Linked DNA regions of Mus musculus: region 2 is linked to region 1. A link is a contact called in public promoter capture Hi-C data. All regions are on one chromosome and are shown on one strand. The core of a region is the stretch at or near the end of the contact, and the rest is flanking DNA. Distances in the headings are between cores, read along the strand shown. Region 1 holds the start of Rhov (ras homolog family member V). Region 2 holds the start of Map1a (microtubule-associated protein 1 A).

Region 1 (3,896 bases), core at 75-2,574:
CACCAGGGTGTACAGCTTTGAGGCCCATGTGCCCTGTGTTCAATAGAGAACTGAGTTCCAGGGGTTGGCCAGGCCCTGCCAGTACCCGATGTCTCGGGGTCCAGAAGTCTCAGGCCACCCGCCTATCTCTTGCCATAGCTGCTCACACAAAGCAGAAGAACTTCTTCCAGCGACAGCGAGACAGCGTGCGCACACCTTTTGCGTTCAGTTTCTTCTCCAGACGGGCTTTGTGCTCAATCGCACTGAGAATGGCCGAGTCGAACACCTCCTTCAAGTTCTTCTGCGTCAAGGCCGAGCACTCAAGGTAGCAGCAGGCGCGGATCTTCTCAGCCAGACCCTGGGCTTGGGGTTGTGGTACTGGGCCCTCCCGGCCTCCTTGGTCCAACTGAATTAGTACATTGACATCGTCCCTTAGGTCAGCCTGAGTGCCCACCAGCAACACGGGTGCTTGGGGGTTGTGAGTGCGGATCTCAGGCAGCCATTTTTCTGTTATGTTTTGGAAGGAGCTGGGCTGCACCACGCTGAAGCAAGCCAGAAAGACATCGGTGTCCGGGTAGCAGAGAGAACGAAGCCGGTCAAAGTCCTCCTGGGGTGGCAAGGCTAGTTGTTAGCAACATCATTCCCTCCACATTGGAACCAGAATCTGCTTCTCCCTTGGGGGTGGAGACCTAAAAGTGCTAAAGCCCAAAGCCTATTCCATTCCCACTCCACGCAGGGATCCTCCCAGCCTCCAACCCTCTCCAACCCCTTGCCCAAGGAAGGCTACACCCAGGTTCTCACCTGCCCTGCGGTGTCCCAAAGCTCGATTCGCACAGGGGCTCCATCGACCAGGACTTGCACTGCAGAGGTGGGGAGGGGAAAGCATGACTTAGGCACAGCATCCTCGTCCCTCCTGCAGGCCTCACCAGCGCCACCTCCGGGCCTGCTCCCGGGGTCTTCCGTACCCTCCCGCCAGCAGGCTACTGAATGCACAACCCTTCCCATCCTCAGGGGCCCCGGGGCTATAGAACATACCGGAGAAGGTGTCTAGTGCTGTAGGCCGATAGCGCGCGGGGTACCCATTGCAGGTGTAGCTGACGATGAGGCTGCTCTTGCCCACCGCGCCATCGCCCACCAGCACGCATTTGATGCCCAGCTCCGGAGGGGCGCTGCGCCGCCGCGGAGGAGGGGTCGAGGCCGGGAGAGGCGGTGGCTCGGCCTCGCTTAGCTCCCGCGGCGGCATGGTCCGCTCCTGGGGTAGCAGAGGGGCCAGCCCGGACCAGGCTCCGCGGCACTCGGGGAAGCAGGTTCCGCAGCCGGACGCTGACAATCTGTCCAAGCTGGGCACGCCCGCTAGAGGCTGACAGAAGGTATATAAGTTGGGTCCCGCCCACCTCATCTGCATGTCCCTAGTGCCCCGGACCCCGCCCACCGACCTGGAGCCTCCCTCTGCAGAACACCCAGAAAAAAAACCAAGCATCCAGAAAAGAAAGGAATATGAAAACCAGGCTCCACGAAGGTACAAGGACAAAGACCGGGCATATGATATTTTGGTAAATCCACAATTTATTGTTAGTAGGAAGATGCAGCTACAGAATCCATAATACTGCATGTTCAAATTAAACACATCACATTCATCTCTTCTAAGTTAGTAACACACACACACACACACACACATATATATATATGTATATATATACATATATATATATATATATATATATATATGTACAAGTACTAAACATCAGAATAGTAATTTTACTAATAAACTATTTTGTTAATATACTGAGATTGAAGCTGAGAATGTAGCTCAGAGTGCTTGCCTAGCATATAAAGTCCTGGGTCTGATCCTAGTACTGGCTTGGCGGTGCATTCCTCTAACCCCAGCACCCTAGAAGGATCACAAGTTCAAGGCCATCTTCTGTGATACAGAGTCAGATGGACTATAATGTGAGACCCTGTCTCAAATAAACAAATACCATGGCATGGGGCTGGTCCACATCTTTATTCCCAGCACTGGGGTGGCAGGAACAGAGGGAGGAGCAGAGAGAGGCATAAGGATCTTGTGTGTTTGAGGCCAACTTGGTCTACATAGTAAGTTCTAGGCCAGTTAGGACTAGAGTGAAACTCTGTCTCAAAACAAAGAAACAAAAATATATACACATACATATATTATAGGGGCTGGTGATGTCATCTATGGTAGAGTGCCTGTCGAGCCCTATGTAATGTCTAGCTACACACACACACACACACACACACACACACGTATACACACACAACACACACACACATATAAATGGGCTGGAGAGATGACCGATGGCCAATGAACTTCTATACAGATAGAATAGCCATTCAGACAAAAGGTGTGGAACTTCACAATGGATTTTATACTGTCATTATCAAATATATTTTGAATATTTTTTTAAAGATTTATTTATTTATTTATTTATTTATTTATTTATTTATTTATTTATTTATTATACATAAGTACACTGTAGCTGTCCTCAGACACTCCAGAAGAGGGAGTCAGATCTCGTTACGGATGGTTGTGAGCCACCATGTGGTTGCTGGGATTTGAACTCCGGACCTTTGGAAGAGCAGTCGGATGCTCTTACCCACTGAGCCATCTCACCAGCCCTATTTTGAATATTTTTAAAGACTTATTTTTATGTGTATAGGTGTCTTGTCTGCATGTATGTCTATGTACCACATGTATGCAGTACCCAAGAAGACCAGAATAGAATGTCAGATTCCCTGGAACTGGAGTTACAAAAGGTTGTTAGCAGTTATAAAGTACTTGGAACCAAACTCATGTCCTCTGCAAGAGCAACAAGTGTTCTTAACTGCTGGGACATTTCTTCAGTACCCATACCATACATTTGAATATTTATAAATTCCCCAAATACCTACTATTGTCCTTTTTAAGTAATGATTTTACTTGTAATGAAGTGTATCTTACATGGGCATGAATATGTGCCTGTGAGTACAGTGCTGACGAGACCAAAAAGAGCCTGGGACCCCCTGAAGCTTGAGTTACATAGAGCTATGCAGCTGCCTGCTGAGTGCTAGGAACAGAACTCAGGTCCTCTACAAGGGCAGCATGCATCTTTAACTACTGAGCCATCTCTGCAGGCCAGTCCCTAATCTTATCACTACCATAAAAGCCCATCATTACTATCCATTTGCAGATGCTCTTTCTGGGCCACTTACTGTCCTCACCCTTTAAGGAGCTCACACACTCAGCCTTAGGAAGGTCAACTAGAGAGCAAAGGAGAGAGTAGCCAGATACTAATTCAGTCTCTACTGTAGCCAGAACAAGTGACACAGGCTGAGGATCCTTTCTCTGACTCTAGAAGTAGCCGTCATCTCAGTCTGCACAAAGATCTCAGAGACACGTTCCCACAGGCAGGAAGACAAAGGGGAGAGGCAGTGAACAGTAAAGAGGTATCTAGTACACTAGATATCTAGCCTGACATGGTGGCACTCATCTGTAATCCCAGCACTTGGGAGGCTGAGGCAGCAGGTTTGCTATAAAACAAAGCAAGATCTGGGTTCTACTCCCAGCAAGACCTAAATCTGGAGTGAAAGCACACTCCTATAATCCCAGGGCTTAAAAATCAACAGCAGAGGGCTGAAGAGATGACTCAGAGGTTAAGAGCACCAACTGCTCTTCTGAAGGTCCTGAGTTCAAATCCCAGCAACCCCATGGTGGCTCACAACCATCCATAATGAGATCTGATGCTTTCTTCTGGGGTGTCTAAAGACAGCTACAGTGTACTTACATATAATAAATAAATAAATCTTAAAAAAAAAATAGCAGAGCAGGGCATAGTGGTAGACACTGTTAATCCTAGCACTCTGGAGTCAAAGGCAGGCAGATCTCTGTAAGGCTGAGGTAAGCCTGGACTACTTACTTC
Region 2 (3,388 bases), core at 597-3,096, 2.0 Mb after region 1:
GACCACTGCGTAGTTATACAGAACACATGTGTGATTTTTTTTTAGCACCATTACAGTCTGCATTTGCAGCCATTAATTACTAAGACTTGATTATAGCAGGATCTAAAATCAGAGTCCTAAATTTCGGCCCTACTGACTAATCTGAGTGTGATTCCTCCTGTACCATTTATATCTATTGTCTAACCTCTGCTAGCCTTAATGGAAGCTGACTCTGTACTTAATTGCTGCTGTCCCTTAGACAGAGACCCTCTGCTGGTCTAAAGGCTCATCTCTACAGTTGCTATGGAAACTGTCCCCTTGCTCCACTCTGGCTTCCTGCCACATATGCCACTCTTTATGATTGTAGTAAAGGCCTGCACATTTTCCCATGCCATTTTCCAGATTCGGGTTTGCAGCTGGCAGTGTATGGGAAGAGGCACCCTACCATCTGATGTCCTGAGAGTAGTTTTCTTGTCTCTGCTACAGAAAGGATTTTCATGGCATGTCCAAAGTACTTACAGTATGGACTGGATGGTTAGGTATAGTATGTTTCAAGATAGGGCTAAGATTTCTGTGAGGTACTTAACAGTCAGAACGTGGTTCACTGGCAGGCTTGAGGTATCAGCTATTACCTCTTTTCTATCCTTTTAAGGAGTAGGATTTCATGTGTGCACATGTGAGTGCAAGAGGACAACCTGGAGTGGTGTCCCTCAGACACCCTTTTCTTCTTTGTACTATAGATACCAGGGTCTCTCAATGGTATAGCTGGCCTGCGAGCTTCCAGAGATTCATCTGTCTCTCCCTCCTAGTTACCATCTCTGCGATTCCAAGTGCTCACCGCTGTGCCTGGCTTTTTTTTACAGTTCTGAGAACCTGAACACTTGCTTGCCAGGGAAGTACTTTACCAACTGAATCATCTCCGTAGCCTTTCTTCTCTTCTACCATCTCCAAAGTGCAAGGTAAATGGAAGAAAAAGCAAGTATAACTGGAGCCTAAACACAGGCCTTCTCTCTGATGCACACAACAGAATGACTCAGGGTAAGATCAGCTGTAGTGGTGGAGAGTCTTTGAAGAATGGGGAGTTGGGGGTTCAGCAAGAGAAGGGGAGAGGAAGGAAAGGAAGGGATGGAGAGAAGGAGAGGGAAAGACAGAGAATATTAATTCAGTTCTGTACAGTAATTACATGGTCTCCTAAATTTATCCACTGTGTCACATCCCTAGTAGCTGGGAAGTCTTTCCTGGGTTTTACTCAAATACTCTTTGCTGCAGTCTGAGCTCATTGCACTCAGCAAATATGGAGACTAGCCAACCACTATCCTTGGAATAACTACTCTCCAGGGACTCAGGGTAGGAAGGTCATCCTGTCCCCTCCAATACTGCGCAGCCTGATTGACCACGCCCGGAGCTCGGGGCAAGGACGGGGAAACCCAGGTTGGTAACCTAGACCCTGGCATGCAGCGAGGCGGGGGGAAAAATAGAGACAACGATAATTGCCAGATGGAGACCACGATAGAAACCCCGAGACAGCGAAGGGCAAGATGGCTCCCCAAGGTTCGAGAGAAGCTGCGGAACTGCCTCCCACACTGTGCTCAACGCAGACACAGCCTAACTAGATGGATGTTGTTCTCGCGCCTTGGACTCCGCCCTCGGCTGGGTCTCGCAGAACCCTTACCCTGGCTCAAGTCGGAGAGGGGCACTTGGTCAGGAAAACTGCAGGTGGATGACTGCAGCCACCACCCATAGCGGCACAACCACCGCATCCCCGCCCCGCCCCTGCGGCGCTTCAGCCCCGCCCCTAGAAGGCAGTGACCAATGAACGGCTCCTGCCGCCGGCCTTTAAGAACCGCGCGCACTCTCCCCGCAGCGGACGCAGCTAGCCTAACACTCCGCGGGAGTTTCCATGGCGACCGAAGCCGGGACCGCGCGGCCTGGCAGCGTTGCCATGGAGACAACTCCGGAGCTGGGGCTCCAGAGCCTCGGTGCACCGCCAGCTCAGAACCCGGCGGAGCCTCTTTGCGAGGCCGGTGCCGCGGTAGCGGCAGCGCGCTGGGACCTGCGGAAATACTCCTTGCTCATCGTGATCGGCGATATCGGTACAGAGAGTCAGCTGAGGGCCGTGCGGGCCCACCTTGAACAAGGTGAGCCGCTCTCCTGGCTTTTACGCAGTACTCCATCCATGCCTCTCCGCCATCTGCATTCATCTCCCAGTGCACATTTCTGTCTCCTCTATCTCTATGTGCACTTCCCGAAACCTGCGACCCTGTCACCTGCATCTTCCATGAATGTGCCTCTGTCCTCTCGAGCTGCCAACACCTTGCTTGCCCATCCTTTCTGCATACCCCATTCTGTTCCGCAGTGTCCCGGAGCAGGAGCAGGAGAAGCTCCGTGGAGACCCTGGGGTCCCTCTGGTCACACCCCTTTCCCGAAGCCACTGGACCATATATCCGAAAGTCCTCATCAGACCCTGAAAAGTCCATGTCCCTACCTTACAATTTCTTCTTTAGGGGAGGTTTTTGAACGCGAGGTACACATCTCAAATCTCTGAATGCTGGCAGCCAAGTTTAGAGAGTGACCTTCGTGGCTCTGCAGCTCACCTCCCTCAGCCGTGCCTGTGGCGCAGTGCTGCGGAGCCACCTGCGGGTGGAAGCAGGGGATGGAGGCAAGGGAGGGGGCATAGGAGAATCTAGAATCTGATTTAGCAAGAGGGATCATTATGGAAACCTACAGTATATGGAAATAGACCCTTGCGTGTCACTTCTACCGTAACTGTTTTGCCTTGAAAAACAAAAACTCCAAGCTCATTTATTAGTAAGCCCATTCTAAACTCTGCTCTTTGCCCTCTGGAAAGGGGAAAAAGCAGGTACTAGCTATCCTTCTTGGAGGCATCACCTCCCATTTCTTTCCTCTCCCAGGAGCTTGGCAATGCTTTCTGTGGGTGACTTTGACTAGAACCCTCTTATTTTTTTTCCCCCTTTTCTTTTACAGGGATTCTCTCCTGGAATATTGACTTATCATCCTTTGACTTGAACCAACAGTTGAGACTCTTCATTACCCGGCACCTAGCTCACTTCTCCTCAGAGGTCAAAGGTTAGGACTAGGGTTATTTGTCTCAGTCCTTTGGGTCCAGTATCCAGGCCAGAACTGGCCTTATGGGAGGATTGGGTAGGTAAAAAGGGAGGGACTTTTGATGGCTCCACAGCTATTTACACATGCTGTGGATAATGCCCAGTACACACTGCAACCACTCAATATGATGGTAGAGCATAATTTTGTCAGGAAAAACGTTGTTGTACACAGCAGCTGACAAGCACTAAGAAAGTGATCAAACCACTCGCAGGTAAAAGCTTTTCCTCTGTGTTCCCTTTCTGCATACCCCAGCTTTCTTGCTTCTCTTTATAAACATCCCAGA

What was found. Promoter capture Hi-C pulls out the DNA fragments that hold promoters and counts their contacts.
Region 2: a contact with region 1 is called in a promoter capture Hi-C map of liver, with 4 times the contacts expected there. The contact joins the promoter of Map1a here to the promoter of Rhov in region 1. A contact is called at or near these places in 2 of 39 promoter capture datasets (both in liver) and 1 of 484 Hi-C or Micro-C datasets (B cells).

Annotation. Positions count from the first base shown.
Region 1 is chr2:119,269,902-119,273,797 of GRCm38.p6, forward strand. Rhov (ras homolog family member V) reads right to left here and starts at 1,325. Exons shown (of 3, transcript NM_145530.2): 1 at 1,015-1,325; 2 at 781-839; 3 at 1-586. The coding sequence starts at 1,222. The coding sequence ends at 143.
Region 2 is chr2:121,287,756-121,291,143 of GRCm38.p6, forward strand. It overlaps Map1a (microtubule-associated protein 1 A), which reads left to right and starts at 1,847. Exons shown (of 7, transcript NM_032393.2): 1 at 1,847-2,117; 2 at 2,965-3,066. The coding sequence starts at 1,880. It also overlaps a transcript of Trp53bp1 not described here.